2 separate regions of the Mus musculus genome follow, and region 2 is linked to region 1. Evidence: chromatin contacts called from public Hi-C data. All regions are on one chromosome and are shown on one strand. The core of a region is the stretch at or near the end of the contact, and the rest is flanking DNA. Distances in the headings are between cores, read along the strand shown. Region 1 holds the start of Msh6 (mutS homolog 6). Region 2 overlaps Fbxo11 (F-box protein 11).

Region 1 (4,407 bases), core at 683-3,182:
GTCAACTACCTCAGGCAATGCCACCTGCTTTAACCTATCCGAAAAACAGAATAATCTTATCAGCTCAGATTTCCCCCCACCTCCACCCCGTCACAAAGTCTGCTTGTTTTCCCAACAGGCTGCTCCTATCTCTGTCCCAAGAGACTGGCCTTAGCAGTTTGATTCTAAAGGAATCTTTCTGTCTACAAAGTGGTCTAGCTTGGTAGTTTCTCTGGGACATCTCTTAACAGCCTCAAACTTCACAGAGATCCCCTGTCTCCTAAGTGCTGAGATCAAGGGTGTGGCCTACCATACCAAGTTTCTTTTGTTTTTAGGCTGGTGTGTGTATGTGTACACACACACACACACACACACACATACACACGTATACACGTGTGCACGTGACCGTGCCCACCCCAAGCCTATGGAGCCTGAGTATAGAGGTCAGAGGATAATTTGCAGCAATCCTTCACAGTGTGATTCTAGTGATAGAATTCAGGTCTCTAGCTGGACTCCAAAGCACCTTTACAGGCTGAGCTGGTTTTGTCCAACAAAGCAAATCTTTTTACCCTTTTACCAAAGTGAAGGTATTGCTAGCCAGAGCTAAGTCCATTCTTACTTAGAGCTGAATTAAGTCTCCCAATTTCTCTCTCTCTCCTTCTTGATTTAGTTGTTTTTTTTGTTTTGGTTTTTTTTTTTTTTTTTTTTTTTTGTGACAGGGTTTCTCCGTGTAACAAACCCTGGCAAGTCTTGTAACTGTAGCCAGGGTTGTCCTTGACCTCAGAGATCCACCTGCTTCTGCCTGGAACAATGGGGTTAAAGGCACACACCTTCGCGCTCAGCTCCAATTTCTTGAATTTGAATAGGAGCTCCAATTTTCGAAAACGCCCTGTAATCAACCTGGCAGGAAGACATTCTGAGGAGAAACACTTGGCTCCCTTTGGCTATCAGGCAATTGAAATAATGGACTCCAAAGAATTGGAATTTCTCCAGGAATTTTTTGGTGGGAAGGGGTAAGACAAAGCTTCGAGTTAGTGTAGAGGAAGAACTTGGTTTCTGGAAAGAGATTTCTCAAGTATCTGAAGCTCGTTGAATCCCCATGTAGGACAGTCTGGAGCAGAGATTATGGTGGGTCAGACCACCTCTTACAAGACCATTCTGGTTCCCGTCGCCCGGTTTAAACCAAAACTTCACGTCAGTACCCCCAAAGATGAACTTCCGGGGGGGGGGGGCTGAACTTTATCTTCCTAATGTGGCCCTTTGAAAAAAAAATCTGTTTTTTTGCTATTTTCTCTATTATTCGACTACTGAGGATGAGTGGGAGTTTAGCTCGTTAGGGTTGCTAGGGCCCAAGCGTTGACGCTCAACATTACCTTAGCAATCTCAGTTTCTAAAATATAAAAAATTCTGCACACTTATGCTAAAGGGCTCAGATAAGACTGGACCTTAACTGCCCATCTCATATAGTAAGGCGTAAACTAGTTGAGGCAGTGACGGGCCAAGGAAAGTTTTGTGGGTAGCTGGTTTTGTGGATAGCTGTTCTTGCACTTGGCATTCACAAGTGCCGCTCTGTACAATGCTCTGCGAACGCACCGTACGTGGCAGACAGCAACAACCAATTTCTCAGCTCCTTTCAGTCCAACCGCAGGACCGCCCGCAGGGCCAGGTGTTTCCGCAGCGAGCTCGACGCGGCTTCTCGCAGGGTGCACCCCGCCGTTCCAGCAACCGCGCAAGCCACTTCCGTCTTCTTGGTGCATACTTGCCCGGGTAGCCACCGCGAGCTCCACTGCTTTGCAAAGGCTCAGTCTCAAGGCCCGCCAACCCGAGCTTGGGGGCTGGGCCCGCCCCGCCCCGCCCATCTACGCCAGGGCACGTCGCGGGCGGGGCCCCGCCCACCGCGCAGGCCGACACGCCTTCGGATTGGCCGCTGGGCTACGGATGCTCGGGTAGGACGCGCCTCCTCCCGACTTTCCCGCCAGCGGCGGCCGCGCGGTGGATGCGATCCTTGTAGGCGCTCGGAGCCGTGGCCCGGTCTGCCCGTCAGCCTTCATCATGTCCCGACAAAGCACCTTGTACAGCTTCTTCCCCAAGTCCCCGGCACTCGGCGACACCAAGAAGGCCGCGGCCGAGGCCTCACGCCAAGGTGCCGCTGCCTCTGGAGCCTCCGCTTCCCGCGGCGGGGATGCGGCCTGGAGCGAGGCTGAACCCGGGTCCCGGTCCGCGGCGGTATCCGCCTCGTCGCCGGAGGCAAAGGATCTCAACGGAGGGCTGCGGAGGGCCTCCTCCTCCGCGCAGGCCGTGCCTCCCAGGTAGCCGGCTCGGTCGGGGCTGCGGCGGCGCGCGGGTCTCCCGGAAGGAGGGGGAGGCTGCTCCGTGCCAGGCGGCGGGAGGAGGGGCGGCCTGCCGGCCCGGGAGAAGCGGGGCCGGTGCCCGGGACTCTCGGGGGACGCTGCGAGCAAGCGAGCGCACTCCCACTGTGGGGGTGGGGAGGCTCGGGAGGCTCGGGGACGGAGACACCCTCCCCCAAAGTGGCCGGAGCGGGAACGGTGGGTGTCCTGCTGCGATCCGCGGCCTGAGGGGGCGGGGCGGATCGGATCGGGCAGGGAGCTCCTCCGGGTGGCGAGCCTACGGTGGGAGGAAACTCGGGTTGCAGGTGGAAGTTTGTAGATAGTGAAAGCGGCGCTCCGGCTTGGGACGACAGTTTTTTTTAACCCACCTTTTCACAGGAGGGAAGAGTGCGGGAGATTTTTCGCAGTTAGTGGGTCTTCGGAGTATTGGGCAAGCCCTGGGCAAGAAGGTTTACTGGGGGAAACTTGCCTGGAGTTGTACTCGCACTTTGTAAATTTGGCTGTCGTTTGTAGGAACGACTAGAGACATTTATTTTATCTATTTATTTTCATTTTTTTTCGAGACAGAGTTTCTCTGTGTAGCCCTGGCTGTCCTGGAACTCAGACATCCACCTGCCTCTGCTGGGATTAAGAAGTGTGCAGCGACTTATTTAAAATGTAAAGAGTTCTTTCTGGAGTCCAGTACTCTGGAGTTTCAGCTTGGGCACCAGGAAGAGCTGGCGTATGCTCCTGGGGCAGAGAAAATGATTTTGGATCTCTAATTTCTTTCCTTCCCTTTGGCTATAAAGGACACAGTTCAGACACAGGTAAACACAGAGGTGTATTTTGCCTCCGTGTATGTATGTGTGCCCATGTGCATGCACGCTGCCTGAGAGAGGCCAGAGGAGGACCTCAGCCTCTGTAGTTAGAGATATTGTGAGCTACTGGGTGGGTGCAGGGAATCAAACCTGGTTCCTATGGAAGAATGCCAGTGCTCTTAACTGCTGAGCAGCTCTCCAGCCCCATTATTTCTATATTTTTTAAAATTACCTGTTAGTGTGTATATGTGTGTATGCATGCTATAGTAGGTTGTGGAAATCAGAGGACAACTTAAGAGTTGGTTCTTCCACCAACCGTCCTGTGGATAAAACTCAGGCCATCCTTTGCGTTATCGCCTAGGCCATATCTTCACTGGTATTTTTTTTTAGACAGGGTTTTGTAGCCCTGGATGTCCTGGAATGCACTCTGTAGATCACCTGTCTCTGGTTCCCAAGTACTGGGATTAAAGGTGTGCGCCACCACGCCTGGATACCCCGACTTATTTATTTTCTTTCTTTCTTTCTTTCTTTCTTTCTTTCTTTCTTTCTTTCTTTCTATCTTTCTTTCTTTCTTTCTTTCATGTGTGTGAGTACACTGTTGCGGTCTTCAAACACATCAGAAGAGGGTATCAGATCCCCACTACAGATGGTTGTGAGCCACCATGTGGTTGCTGGGAATTGAACCCAGGACCTCTGGAAGAGCAGTTAGTGCTCTTAACTGCTGAGCCATCTTTCCAGCCCCGCCTTAACTCTTCTTAAAAAATAATTACACTATTTATGGGGGGTATAGGAGATGGGTATGGGAGATGTGTAAATGGCACAGGGTGTGTATGGAGTTCAGTACAATTTGTGAGAGGCACTTTTACCCAGGTACTAAAACTTGCTGAGTCATCACTCTGGCTTCTTAATCCTTTCTCCTTCCTTTTTTTTTTCTTTCTTTCTTTTTTTTTTTTTTTTGTTGTTGTTGTTTTTCAAGACGGTTTCTCTGTGCAGCCCTGGCTGTCCTGGTACTCACTTTGTAGACCAGGCTGACCTCGAACTCAGAAATCCGCCTGCCTCTGCCTTCCAAGTGCTGGGATTAAAGATGTGCTCAGCCATGCCTTGCTTCTTTCATTCTTAAACCGAGTCTATATGTATCTCAGGCTGGCTATGAACTCACAGAAATCTATCCTTGTCTTTTTTTTTTTTTTTTGGATTTATAAATCTATTTTTAACACCATTGCTCTATTCAGACACACTACCAGAAGAGGGCATCCAGGTCCATTACAGATGGTTGTGAGCCA
Region 2 (4,407 bases), core at 479-2,978, 40 kb after region 1:
CTGTCGTCTGGGCTGGCTCTAAACTCCTAGACTCAAGAGAGCCTCCTGCCTCACCCTTCTGAGTAGCCGGGACCACAGACATGTTCCAGTAGGCAGACAAAATACCTTCTTTTTTTTTCCCCCTTGCAGACAGGCTCTCACTATGTAGTCTAGGCTATCCTGGAAGTCATTCTGTAGACCAAGTTAGCTTTGAGATAACAAAGATCCACCTGTCTGCTTGTGCCTCCCAAGTACCGGGAGTAAAGGTGTGTGGCACTATTCCCAGCTGACGAAATATTGTTTTAAATTACTAATTTTAAAAAGGTGGGCAGCAGTAGTGGCATGTCTTTAATCTCAGCACTCGGAAGGCAGAGGCAGGCAGATCCAGACACAAGGCCAGCTAGGTCTACAGACTGAAGTTTCAGGACAGCCTGGGCTACACACAGGAAAACCCTGCTTCAAACAAACAAACAAAATTTAAAAGTTAAAAAAATATGGGGCTGTTGAGATGGCTCAGTAGGTAAGAGCACTGACTGATCTCCCAAAGGTCATGAGTTCAAATCCAAGCAACCACATGGTGGCTCACAACCATCCGTAACAAAAATCTTTTCTGGAGTGTCTGAAGTCAGCTACGGTATACTTACATATTAATAAATTAATAAATCAAAAAAATGTATGTGTGTTTTACCTGCATATATGTATGCACCACATATGTGCTGTGCCTGCAGAGACTCGAAAAGATACTGGAACCCTAAACTGGCTGTGCTGGTCAGCGTAAGGGCAATAAGCGCTCTTAACCACTGACCTGTCTCTCCAGCCCAGAAAGCACAGCCTCACCAAACACACAGTGCGTGGTCTCACTACGCAGCCTAGCCTTGCCTGCAACTCTCTTTGTAGGCCAAGCTGGCCTTGAACTCTGCAAGCCTCTGCAGGGGATGGATTAAAGATGTGTGCTACCACACCCAACTAACTCTGCTTTTAAAAAATGAGGCTGCACTCCTTGGAGAAGCCTGTATTAACCCTTAGGTATATCTTACTTCACCTGACTTTTCTTTGGTAAGGCCACACCCATGCTCCTGGCATGCCCTACTTTCTTCTGAGCATCTCTTTCTTCACACAGACATAGTCTATACTGAAATATCTTTGTTAAACCCCAACTCTGCTTCATAAAAACAAACAAACAAACAAATGTAAAAACAAAATGAGTTGGGAGTGTTGGCTGAAAACAGGAGGATCGGTAGTTTAAGGGCAGCCTCAGCTACATAGTCATTTTGAGGCCAGCCTGTGCTATAGAAGATTCTGTCTTCAATATGCTACTGGACTCCATAAATAAAAGATTCCCTCGCAAATCGCTCGGTTGTTATGAAATGTAAATGACAGGAATAACTTCTTGTTTATAGTACTTCTTGGATTAACAAGTTCTCCACATTTATGATAACCATTGTCATTTTCTTTTAATGACTCAGTTGTAACAAGAAGCCCACCCTTCCACCTCCCTTCCCTGCAGCTTCGGTGTCACACACCGTCCGTCTTTCAAGGCAACAGGAGCTATCACTCACCACAAAATTGGATCATTAGCAAGCTCACTGAAGCGTTTACACACGCAAGCAGCTCTACAAAGGTCTTGTTCCAGCAAATAAGAAAATATTTTTAAAACTACTTCATCTGGCAGCTTCTCCTGAAGATACTGTTCAGCGGGTGCTGCTAACAGAGATTAACAGACAGGACAGGGTCATTTAACAGGGTGACTTCCTCACTAAAGAAATTATTTTATCTAACAAACAGTGCCTTTACTGATCTATTTTCCCTTTATCTCTCTCTCTCTCTCTCTCTCTCTCACTCACACACACACACACACACACACACACACACACACACACACACACACACAATGTGTTATCTAGTTTGTTTGTCTGTTTTGTGTTTAAGGCAGTCTTGAAAAGCTTCCTAGGCTGGTCTTGAACTCACTCTAACTTCCTTTTCCAGCCCTTTAGCCTCCCAAGTGGTTATGGCTATACCATTTAGTGTGGCTATTAAAAAACAAAAAACAAAACCCAAAAACTTTTATATAAAAATAAGACAGGATGGAAAGACAGCTCATCATTTAACTTTGTACGGGTCGTGCGGAGGACCCTTTTTTGGTTCTCAGCACCTATAACCTGAAGCTCACAACAGCCTGTAGATCCAGCTCCAGGAAACCCAATGCCCTCCTTCCAGCTTATTTAGCCACAGAAGCACACATAATTAAAAGTAAAAATAAATTTTAAAATAAGTTATAGAGGGAAAGATTAGAGCTCTAAGTACTTTAAAATAGTAACTACTCAATATCTTCAGATAATATTTAGTTTTCGGTTTCACTTACCATATCATCACCATCATCACCGTCATCACTAGACTCTCTATATGGCCCTAACTGTCCTGAAACTCTCCAGCATGGTCTTGAACTCAGAGATCCCCTGCCTCTGACTCCTAAATGCTAGGATTAAAATCATGTGTCACTACACCTAGGCTCAAATATAAACTTTTAAAACTTCACTTCCCATTCAAAATACCTGAAAGATCTTGTGACTTTCCAGACACTCTTGCACGCTTTGCTCGATGACCAAAGTTTTCTGTAGTCGAAGTAGAGGCACCCTTCAAAACCAAGAAGAAAACTTATCAATGAAGTATTCCTACTGTATATAATTCTCTAAAAACGTGACCCATTTTTTTCATTACAAAAACAATTACAATGAACTAACCTCCATACTGCTCTTTGTAGGACACGCTGTTCTTTTTGGCAAAAGAGTTTTTCTGCGAAGTTGGTATGGACTATTTTGTGCACCAGGACCTGATTCTTCTGCAACCATATCTGCAGGAACATCATCTGTAAAACAGAAAAGAAAAATGGGGTCAGTCCTTTTACTAAAATGTCAAATTTGGCAAGAGAAGGAAGAACAGAATTTTGTATGGAATTCCAGCCGACTGGATGACTATCTGGCAGATATTCCACATCTTATAGAACTTGGAAAAACTTTAAGAAAAAAAAGGGGGTGTGTGAAGAGATGTGTCGTTCCGAAGAACAGGACAGAGCAGAGTGAAGTGAGCAGACAGGCAAGCCGTGCCACCGCAAAGTCTCGGGGGTGGGGGGGATGGGGGGGGGGTGGGGGGGATGGGGGGTGGGGGGGATGGGGGGGTGGGGGGGATGGGGGGGTGGGGGGGATGGGGGGGGTGGGGGGGATGGGGGGGTGGGGGGGATGGGGGGGGTGGGGGGGATGGGGGGGTGGGGTGGTGGGTCACCTGCTGTGTATTAGACACCAGCTAGGGGAAGCTACAGACTAAGAGCACGAGGGAAATTTGCAACAGGGAGGGAAAGGGAGCGGACTCAGGCAGAGCAGGAAGAGAGCCTCACCAAGGTGAGGGGATAGCAGACACTTACGCAGAACTAAGTAAAATGAGACCAAGAGCCGGGCGTGGTGGCACACGCCTTTAATCCCAGAAGGGAGGCAGAGGCAGGCAGATTTCTGAGTTCGAGGCCAGCCTGGTCTACAAAGTGAGTTCCAGGACAGCCAGGGCTACACAGAGAAACCCTGTCTCGAAAAAACAAAAACAAAATATATGAGGCCAAGTAAACACACAGGATAATGGAAGCCTGATTTCTGCTCAAGAAAACAGCTATAAATGTACACATATACATATAAAAACAAAAAACAAAATCAAACAAGCAAAGAACCAGAAGGCACCAGTAAGCCTTTTGATGTTGAGCCTAGAATTAAAGGTATAAAGTGTGAAGTTATTGATTTTCAGGCAGCTATAGAACTGCAGATGTAAATACTCAGATGTGCACGGAAACGGTGCTTATCAGTAGTAGCTCTCTTCACAGCTAAGAACACAAAGCTTCCCAAAATAAGGAGCATGGCTGGGCTGGACCTCGCTTCTGAGTAATTTTCTATAAAAGGACATTTTCATCCTTGTTGGGATAATGGTAGATCTCAGGGCCGTAGGGCAAGAAAGTACAAAATAAGCCTAGAATATCTTGTGGCAGAAAGAAAACGCTCTAAATAAATAAATAAATAAATAAATAAATAAATAAAATGTGGAAGTCAGCTTAAAAAGGCAAAGTCATGCTAGAGCATCAAATAACCCAAACAAAGGTTTAACCCGTAAGCCAGTGAAGCCACTGACAAGGATGGCAAGTAAGGTGCAGAGTCACCTGCCCACAGGTTAGAAGGAGAAACAGAATAAATGCCAATCGTGTTAGGAGCTCAAAGTTAACATCAATAATAGACAAACTGAAACTGTACCACCTGACAGCACAGAATTTCTACGAAATTCCTAACAAAGATCGACACCATGAATCAATTATGAAGATCAAACAAAGCTGTCAGAGCACAAACATTCTGCTATAGGGTTTGAAGAGCTAGGGTGAGGCTAAATGCAACCTGTGGC

What was found. Hi-C and Micro-C count contacts between places; a contact is called where the count stands out from the background.
Region 2: a Hi-C map of the G1E-ER4 cell line shows a contact between it and region 1, with 2.2 times the contacts expected there. The contact joins the enhancer-like site here to the promoter of Msh6 in region 1. A contact is called at or near these places in 1 of 39 promoter capture datasets (pre-B cells), 1 of 15 datasets of contacts at CTCF or cohesin (CD8 T cells), 27 of 484 Hi-C or Micro-C datasets (the 63-12 cell line, B cells, CD4 T cells and 18 more), 8 of 115 datasets of contacts at active chromatin or transcription factors (CD8 T cells, the HPC-7 cell line, the SCID.adh cell line and 3 more) and 3 of 9 other capture datasets (adipose tissue, liver and pancreatic islet).

Annotation. Positions count from the first base shown.
Region 1 is chr17:87,973,118-87,977,524 of GRCm38.p6, forward strand. Msh6 (mutS homolog 6) reads left to right here and starts at 1,933. Exons shown (of 10, transcript NM_010830.2): 1 at 1,933-2,288. The coding sequence starts at 2,032.
Region 2 is chr17:88,012,868-88,017,274 of GRCm38.p6, forward strand. It overlaps Fbxo11 (F-box protein 11), which reads right to left. Exons shown (of 23, transcript NM_001081034.3): 2 at 2,721-2,845; 3 at 2,532-2,613; 4 at 1,539-1,683. Among named protein-coding and RNA genes, the nearest start is that of Msh6, 40 kb to the left of the region's middle. Within about 2 kb of position 1,729, at least 8 of the 459 cell types and tissues checked have an H3K27ac peak or open chromatin away from gene starts, as enhancers often do. A contact at or near this core is called in the G1E-ER4 cell line and the HPC-7 cell line, where this site is marked.